2 separate regions of the Pan troglodytes genome follow, and region 1 is linked to region 2. A link is a contact called in public HiChIP or PLAC-seq data. All regions are on one chromosome and are shown on one strand. Each heading gives the region's core, a stretch centred on a gene start, on an enhancer-like site or on the middle of the called end of the contact. The rest is flanking DNA. Distances are from core to core; before and after follow the strand shown.

Evidence for each region. HiChIP or PLAC-seq counts read pairs in DNA pulled down with a chosen protein or histone mark.
Region 1: a contact with region 2 is called in an H3K4me3 HiChIP or PLAC-seq map of stem cell-derived excitatory neurons, with 2.7 times the contacts expected there. The contact joins the promoter of WNT6 here to the promoter of RNF25 in region 2. A contact is called at or near these places in 1 of 7 Hi-C or Micro-C datasets (stem cell-derived neural progenitor cells) and 1 of 1 datasets of contacts at active chromatin or transcription factors (stem cell-derived excitatory neurons).

Annotation. Positions count from the first base shown.
Region 1 is chr13:121,118,254-121,122,648 of NHGRI_mPanTro3-v2.0_pri, reverse strand. WNT6 (Wnt family member 6) reads right to left here and starts at 1,823. Exons shown (of 4, transcript XM_016950531.4): 1 at 1,463-1,823. The coding sequence starts at 1,542.
Region 2 is chr13:120,928,076-120,933,010 of NHGRI_mPanTro3-v2.0_pri, reverse strand. It overlaps RNF25 (ring finger protein 25), which reads left to right and starts at 2,052. Exons shown (of 10, transcript XM_009444315.3): 1 at 2,052-2,139. The coding sequence starts at 2,099. STK36 (serine/threonine kinase 36) reads right to left here and starts at 2,054. Exons shown (of 27, transcript XM_016950505.3): 1 at 1,854-2,054; 2 at 1,160-1,328; 3 at 309-449; 4 at 118-195. The coding sequence starts at 1,243.

The sequences.
Region 1 (4,395 bases), core at 574-3,073, 190 kb before region 2:
ACTCCTGGGGACCCTGGCCAGGAGAAGCTGGGTTGTGAGGGGGGCGCTGTACATACTGAGTACCTCCTAAGGTCCTATTATTCTACACGTCCTCCCACCTAACCTTCCCAGCAAGCCTGCCAGGTAGGGAGACTGTTATCCTATTTCCAGTTAAGACTGAGAGGTAGGGAAAGGAAGTGACTAGCCCAAGATCACAAACATAATGTTTAGATCTTAGATCTATCTGCTTCAAAGCTGCCACTGCATTATACTAAGCTGGATCAAAGGGCATATGTTCCCTAGATAGGACCTGGGTCGTCCTCGGTTCGCCCTTTCCGTGACACTAGCGTCGGACGGCTCTCCGCATCACGGAGTAGGGATTGCTGCCCGCCGCTCCCTGTGTGGGCATCCTACTCCCTATCTCTCCAGAGCACGGGGATCTGCCTCTCTTCCAAATCTGGGGGGCGAGGGAGGAGCGGAGGGTCGGCATCCAGCCAATCACGTGGCAATATGCAAATAGACACGACCCTGCCTTCTTAGGATTGGCTAACCCGTCAGCGTTATTGTCCAAGTCTCTCCTCTCTAAACACTGAGCTATTCCGGGCGAGGGTTTGCGGCTCTGGAGACCTAGGGGGAAAAAAGTCCTCTGGATCTGGATCTCTGAGCCGTCCCGGTCGGGCACCCTCCTTCCCCGCCCCGGCCCCACCCCCACCCCCAAGGCTCGAAGCTCCCGCAACCTTCGCTGCCTAGGTGTCCCTTCTAGCTAGGGCCAAGCCTGGGAAGACGCCCCCTTCCCTTGGCTGGCCAGGCCCCTCTCCCTTCCCGCAGGACCCCTCCCGGTCCCGTATCTCCCGGGCTGCACATATTTTTTCATTCATGACCCCCACGTCTGGAAGGGCCGGGCGCCTGGGTCCGGTTCCTTCCGCTCCTCCTTTTCCTTGCTTGGGGAGGACGAGGTAGAGAAAACCAGGGTCCTGACTCACTTTCCCCTTTATATTCCCTCTCTCGTCACTAAGGCCCACTCCTCAGGAGCCCAGAGAGAAGCCGGTGGGTTGGCAGGCAAAGCAGGGCGGGGAAGGGGCAGCTGTGTGGCCCTCTCTGCCTTGTGGCTTCCCACCTTGTTCCTGTCTTCTCCAAATCCAGCCCCATACCCTGAATCCAGGGCCCTCCTCACACATTCTTTTCCTCGGATATGTGTCTTCCCGAAAGATCTTTCCTACCCACTCGCCTGTTCCTTGGTGAGCTGGGTGAGCGCATAACTTGGCGGGGGGTGGGAGAGAACCCGGGAGGAGGAAAACACAATAGAATGTTCCCGGGGGTTAGGAACGTCGAAGTGGAGTTCAGAAACGCCCCCGGCCGAGGCCAGAAAGTTGGGCTCGGAGAGCAGGTAGAGCCGGGAGGCTGCGGAACACCCCAATCTGTCCTGGGCCCCGGGGTCCCCACCCTCCAGCGTCCAGAGCCGCGCTAGGACAGCCGGACTCACCACCACAGTCCGCCGACGTGCGCCGGGCACAGGAGCAGCAGCAGCAGCAGCCCGAGGCGGGAGGGTGCGGGCGGCAGCATCGTGACCGCCCTACGGCCGCCCGGGTGGGCAGGGGGCGAGGCTGCGGGGCGAACCGCGGCGCGCGAGGGCCCGGGCTTCAGTGCGAGCGCGGCGAGCGCAACGGCGGCGGCCGGGAGGCGAGGGATCCGGCGGCGGCGGGGGGGCCCATCCCGGGCGAGAAGGGCGCGGCGGAGGCGGAGAGCGGACGGGGCAGCCAGCGCCTGTGTCTCCTGCGGAGCTCGCTCGGGAGAAGAAATCAGAGCCGGGGGCGGAGGTGGGAGGGGAGCGGGGCCGAGGCGGGGGCGGGGGGCAGGGGGCCGGAGGGAGGTGGCAGTTGCGACAGTCAGGCAGCGGGACTCTCGGGAGCGAGCCGTGCGCCCCGGGGCGGCTGGCGCGGAGCGCAGCGGAGGGCGGGAGCGGGGTGCCGGGGCGGGGCCCCAGCGCGCTTCGGGCTGTGGGACCCGCCCGCTTCGCCCCCTCGCCTCGCCTCTCCCGGACTTGGAGCCCCCCGCCGCTCGTGGCCGCCTGGAGTCGGGGGCAAGGAAGGGCGGGGAAGAAGAGTAGAGAGGGGTGAGGGGGGAGAAAGAGGAGCTGAGGAATGGGGGACGGGCTGGAAGGGAGACGTTTGACAGGTTTGTTGACTGTAAAGAGAGAAAACTTCCCAGGAATGAGGGAGTTTGGGGCGGGGGGCGGTGCGGAGGGAGATGCTGGCGCGGAGGCAAGAGAGGAAGTTGGCCTGGGGCGCGGGGTGCTCCAGCGAGGGTTGTCAAACTGGACCGCCCGACAGGCGGATGCTGGAGGGGTCATCTCTTTCCGTGTCCCTGTTCGATGCCTCATGCCCCTTCGTCAGCCTCTCCTTGAAGAAGGGAGGAAGCCCTGGGCCTCCGCTCTCGCTCCCCCAGCCATTCCACCTCTCAAGCCCGCGTTCTAGGGCGGGGAGGTGGGGGAAATGAGAGGGCAAGAGTAGCCGCTCTAGGACGTGCGCGCAAGCGCTGGCACTTGTAAGCGAGCGGGAGAATGGAGGTCGCAGACTTTCAAGAGATCGAGGGGTCAGAATTCGCTTTAGCCCGGCCTCGCGTGTCCAAGAGTCCCTGCCTCGAGTTCCTCCCCCAACCTGGCCCGGGTAGAAGGGGTGGGAGAGCCAGCTGCAGGTGAGATGGCGTTTATCAGATTTTCTAATGCCACAAAAATGTCTTTGATGCCCCTGGCCCCCTCCCCACGAGGGGGAGATCAAAGGCTCCGTGGGGAAGAGGGACAGCTCCATTCATCATGCCATTCGGCTGGCAGTGGGCAGCAGCCCCTGCCCCTCCCGTCCCCGACGTGCCCCGGGGTGCCAAGGGACAGGTGGTGTGGGACATTCTCCCTTCCATACCATCAAGAGCAACCATCAACCTTTAAAGCTGTCCTGGAGTAGGGAGGACAGATCGAGTCCCTATGGCAGAAACGTCAGGCGCCCAGAAGAAAGCTCCTGGTTGTTGGGAGAGAGGGGGACCTGAATGTGGGGACTGAGGTCACTTCCAAGAGAGTGATGACTGAGGTCACTTCCAAACAACCTTGGTGAGCAGAGAGAGAAGACAAGATCCTGAGTCACCCAGAGAGGGGGGACAAGTAGATCAAGATGAGGCCAAGGGGCCAAGGGACGTGACCCCAGGGGAGGAGGCTGATGGGGGAAGGAATGAGCAGACAGAGGTGAGAGAACTGGAGAAGTGTGGACTTGCCGGCAAGCAAGCTCGATGTCAGGGCCCTGGTGTCCAGGCTGCATCAGCTCAATCCCTTGCACTGGATACAGAGAGTTCTGGTGAAAGGGCTAGGACACACTAAAGAAGGGGAAGGGGGCAGGGGGCAGTGGCAAGAGTCATAGAGAGAGGTTCTGGTCTAAGCACTGCCCTCTCCCATTTTAGCCTTTAACAGTATCCAAATGCCACGCACATCCCCTGCACCTAGTAACTTTGCACACAGCTGCTGTTTCTACGGGGCAATGCCAATCTGGACAGTTCCTAAAGGTCAATGCCAACTCTGGACACTACACATTCAAAGACATACCCAGTTTGGGTGCACACTCCAGCCATGTGGTACCAAATAGGCAGCTAGAGGGCTCTGGGGGTCCCTGGAGGCTGCAGGTGGCCAGTGGCCAGCCTCCTGGGAGCCACTGTCTGGGTTCCGAACCCCCTGCCCAGCCCTGCTCCCACCCTGCTACTGTTATTGCAGATTATGAAATGCTCTCCCTATCCTGCATTCTTCTCCGAGGCAAGAATTTTAATGTATTTGTCTTTGTCATCAGGGGACCTGGGCTCTGAGACCGCCCTGCCTCTGCCTGAGGGGGGAGCGCCCCAAATCTAGTCCCTGCTGCCTCCAGACCCAGCCTCTCTCCATTACCACCCCTCCCCCATGCCCTAGCCCTGCCCCTCGCCTCTCCTTCCTAAGACACAGTCTCTCTGTGGGGTGGATAAAAATGATGTTATTGAAACAACAGATTTGGGAGCAGTGGCAGGGAGCAGGGATCAGCTCAGGAAACTGGGGCGTTTGCCAAGAAGCCTTCTCCCCCGCAGGCGGCCTTTCTGCCCCCACCCCCCACCTTTCCTACAAACATACACAGCTGGCCCCACCCCTCCTGCAGCACTCACTCTAGCCAGATCTTGCAGAATCTTTTGCCATCTCTGGACTCCCCAAGCCCTTGTCCCTCCTGCACTCAGTCCCATTCCAGAATCAGTTGGCCCAGTAGTGCCTGCAGAGCATTATAGGGTTGGGGGGTGGGGGGGAGGTGGGCTGGAATCTGTGACAGGCAGGACTCCTGGAGTCCCAATTCCTAGGGCTTCTGCCCCAACAGCACCCTTTTGCTCACTCTCCTTTGCCCTCTCCGCATCCCCATCAAG
Region 2 (4,935 bases), core at 803-3,302:
TATATTCTTCTCAGAAGTCTTTGAAATGGAGACTCTCAGTGTCCTTAGCTTGCTCTACCAGTTCTCTAACCTGGAGAGAGGTCGGAGGTGGGGAGAAGTTGAAGGCAGAAAGCATACCTGGTCTTCAGGAAGTTTTCCGTCATCTTCTAGGATCTGAAAGAGCTCTCCCTCAGCATAGTCTGTCACCACCACCACCTACAGAGAGAAGGCAGTGGCACTGATGGCTCCAGATTCATGCATTCTGAGGTTGGGAAATTCCTGGAACCCTTGTGCTTGGGGAGACAGGGCCCAAAACTGTCAAAGCACACCTCTTTATCAGTTTCAAAGCTGTCAAGCATATGCACAATGTTGGGATGCCGCAGACCCCGCATTATTTCAATCTCTCGTTGCAAATTCCTCAGCTCCTTCTCTGAGCGCCCCAATTTTGGGATGAACTTCAGGGCCACGACCTGTCGTGGTAAGGTGAAAAGTTAACGCCTAATCACACTACTGAAAAGAGCTAGAATTTCAGCCTTAATCTCAGAGCTCCAGAAGTCAGATTTTAGAGTGTTTGAGTAACTCTTATTATTTCTGTTAGTCTCCCGCTTCCATTTTCTCCATGGTACCCTGGCCTTATCCAGGCTTTCCCCATTCCTCATCCCAGGAGGAAACAGCATCTGCAAAACATTTCCCCTTCTGGAAGAAGTGTTCTGATTTGACCAGCACTCAAGATGAGATTTAGGAGAAAGGAAAGGAAAAAAAAAATGAAGAGGAAATAATAGAGTTCAAGTGGTTTACCTCTTATTACATGGTGTGCTAGAGACTAATAATATTTGTTGTTTACTAACAGCCAGGCACTGTACTAAGTGATTTAATGTGACAACATATTTAATCCTCAAACTCCATCAATCAGTTGCTGTTCTTATCCCCATTCTAGAGATAAGGAAATTGAGACATAGGGAAGTTAAGTAATTTGTCCATAATTCTAGGGCTAGAAAGCGGTGGAGATGGAGTTTGCACCCAAATAATCCAACTTCAAAGCTTATACTCCATAAGAAGTATGAGGGAGTCAGTACCTTAGGAATACAAACTGGTATAAATACATTCCTTCTAGATCCATTTTCCACTGGAGTTGGGGGTACCAAATCCCACCCAAAAGGTATCCCTCTTTGTGCAACACCTGAGCACTGTATTTTCTTCGACCCTTGTACACCCTCCCAAAAGAGCCTTCTCCAATCATCTCCAACACGTGGTACTTTTCCATGACAGAGGTTTCAGGATCTCTTAGAAGAAAGTAGAGACGGTGAAGAGCTATAGATCCAGGGACAGTTCCACAACATCTGGGACGCCTAGTTGGGGCACGGGAAAGGAAAAATGTTAGCCACCTTGCCTTTTCCTCTTTTTCACAATAAAGCCTCAAAAAACATAGGAGGGTGGAATGGATGCAAAGATGATGCGATCTTGGAACAAACAGAGCTTCTCTTTGTAGTTCCTCCCCACTTTCATCCTCCTGTCCCCAACCCGGCCCCATGCCCAACTAACACCTGGTTCCCCTTCTGCCTCACCCAGCCTGGCTCACTCGACCCTACTCTTTCAACCTAGCCTCGCCCAACCAACCCTGCTCCTTTGAGTCTCCCCCAAGTTTCTGCCACTCCCAGACTCCTCAGCACCCGCTCTCAGACCCCCTGGCCCATGCGCTTCGCAGGCCAGAGCCCCTCTCTCACCCCCAGCCTAGGAGCTCCAAGCTCCTCAGGCCAAGGGACGGATTCCCTGGCGTTGAGCCCCATCTCTTCTGGCTGCCTGCATACGTTGCCTGACTTATAATTCTTCTCCACCCGCCTCTCCCGCCGGTCTCTTTCGGCTCCCTTTCTTACAATTTTACTCGCTAGAACTGGTGAGAAGTTCAGAGGACAAAGGCGCTCAGAGGTGTGGAAGGGACGGCGGACCACACATGGGCACTTCCTGGGACACAACCGAACTGCCTCAGGGCCATTAGGCCCGGCTAAGGACCCGGAGTCTGCGGTTGCCTAGAAACGACGCTAGCTGCCCACCCCTCTTAGTTTTCCGCCTCCGACTTCCCTAAGGGCATTTCCGGTTCCGGCTGCGGGCCGGTGAAGATATGGCGGCGTCTGCGTCTGCGGCTGCAGGGGAGGAGGACTGGTAACTTTGGGGGCATGGGCTTTGGCTGACAGCCTGGATCTAGTCCAGAGGCCTAGCAGCTGTCGCAGACGGTCCGTACGGCGGGCGTGTGGGGTGGAGCGAGGGATGAGGGATGGCAGAGATGCTGACATCTCTGGGAGAGCTGGACTGGGGAACGGGAGGGTGGAGGGGCGCTGATCTGAGTGAGAGGACACCGGGTCTGCGCCCGCCAGGCCAGTTCAGGCCTCGCCGTATCCGGTTCGATCCCTTTTCCTCCAACTTCACGCCATCCCTTTCTCTCCTCCTCAAATGAATTTTCTCAGGGGCTTTGGGGGATGCCTGCCCATCAGACCTCCCCATCTCCCTTTCTCCTCTCAGAACCAGTGCCTTCCAGTTCCGGCCCCCCTTTCCCCTTGGATCAGCCTTTTTCCGCCGACGCTTTCCTCAGCCTTCTCTCTCTCACACAGCACTAGTGAGGACTATTGTATGAATAAAGCTTTACACTTCACATAAAGTCCCTCTAGTCCTTCTCTCAAGCATTCTTAACTAAAGACTAGAACATGGAAGGACTCTGGGATTTGGAAGTAGGATCAATGTGGGTTAACTCCACATTTTATTAGCTGTGTGATGCTGAACAGGCCATCTAGCTTCTGTGAGTCAGTGTCCTCAGCTGTAAAAAAAAAAGTGGGTGTGGCACCTACCTCAGAATAGTTGAGAGGATCACGACGGATTTGTAATATACTTGTCTGTTTTTTGTTTTGTTTTGTTTTGTTTTTTGAGACAGAGTCTCACTCTCGCCCACGCTAGAGTGCGGTGGTGCGATTACGGCTCACTGCAGCCTCGACCTCCCCAGGCTCAGGTGATCCTTCTGCCTCAGCCTTCCGAGTAGCTGAGACTACAGGTGTGTGCCACCATGCCTGGCTAATTTTTGTATTTTTTGTAGAGACGGAGTTTTGCCATGTTGGCCAGACTGGTCTTGAACCCCTGGGTTCAAGTGATCCTCCCACCTCAGCCTCCCAAGGTGCTGGAATTACAGGCGTGAGCCACCACACCCGGCCTCCTTTTCATTAATAACTGAGGTGCAGGCACCTGGGAAGACTAGATGAGCCCCAAAGAAGTAAAGTGATTTGCCAAAAGATAGAAAATTATGACTAGAAATCCATATCTGTCTGACTCCACACCTTAGATTCTTTGCACTAGGACATTCTTCAGTCCCCACTCCCCCAATTTTTTTTTTTTTTTTTTTTTTTTTTTTTTTTTTTTTTTTTTTTTTTTGAGACGGAGTCTTGCTCTGTCGCCCAGGCTGGAGTGCAGTGGCGCAATCTCGGTTCACTGCAAGCTCCGCCTCCCGGGTTCACGCCATTCTCCTGCCTCAGCCTCCTGAGTAGCTGGGACTACAGGCGCCCGCCACCACACCCAGCTAATCTTTTGTGATTTTTAGTAGAGACAGGGTTTCACCCTGTTAGCCAGGATGGTCTCTATCGCCTGACTTCATGATCCACCCGCCTCGGCCTCCCAAAGTGCTGGGATTACAGGCCTGAGCCACCGCGCCCGGCCCCCATCCCCCATTTTGTTATCACCACCTTACCACCATCCCATCCAGGACCCATATAACTAGGGTGGGCGAAGTATTGAAGGGCCACTTGACTGAGGCTACACCTCAGTGTTACATTGGTTCAGGGAGCCCAGCTAGTACTGGCCATTATTAAGACTATCTAGACTACTGGTTTTCAAAGTGTTCAGGGAAACTTCTTTTTTTTTTTTTTTTTTTTTAAGAGACAGAGTCTTACTTTGTCACCCAGGCTGGAGTACAGTGGCAAGATCATGGCTCACTACAGCCTCGACCTCCTGGGCTCCCGTGATTCTTCTGCCTCAGTCTCCCAAGTATCTGGGACCACCGTGTCCATCTAATTTTTTATTTTTTGTAGAGATAGTGTCTCGCTTTGTTGCCCAGGCTGGTCTCGAACTCCTGGCCTCAAGTGATCCTCCCACCTCAGCCTCCCAAAGCGCTGGGATAACTTATAGTTCACCTGTTCAGGGGAACTTTTAAGATTCAGGGGAGACACCTTGAGCCATGGAGACAGCAACAATGAGTGCAGCAGCCTGTAGTACTGTGAGACTCCCACTCCCATGTCAGCCAGAACTACACTGTTATCGGTGAGGTGTAAAGCTTTATATTTTATATTTTGAAGTTTCTGCCTAAGACTTAACAACACTGACATAGGTCGTGCTGGGGCAGCCTTACTCTTAGAATGAAGAGGGAGCAGTGTGAGAAAGCAAAGTGTGCATTTTTCCATGTATCACTTGGTAGAGCTGTAGACACAAACTGATCACTCAACTTCAATTTCATTACAACTGCTGTTTCTATGCTTAAGCATGTGTGTCCCTTGATTTACATCAGAACCATGGATCCTAACCTCAACAGGCTAATCTAGATCAACCAGACAGCCAGGTCATAAATACATCCAGAGTACTCTATTACCTCCCTCCTTCCCTCTTTCCTTCTAAGGGAGAAGGTTATATACAGACAGGAAAAAAAGAGGACATAGACTAGCTACTATAGCCCAGATACTATTAGGTACTTTATGTAAACAAATCACCTTTTATCCTCACAATAACCCTAGAGAGTAGGTGTTATTATCTATATGTGACAGACAGGATAATTTAAGCTTACAGAGAGGTCACGTCCCAGATTGCATAGCTTGTAAGTGATTGGTACCTGTTAACTAACTCCGAGGCTGCTGGCTCTTCCATTACAACACAGCCTTTATACCACCCTAAATATGTTGTGTTGAGGTTGCTATCTCTTTTAAGAAG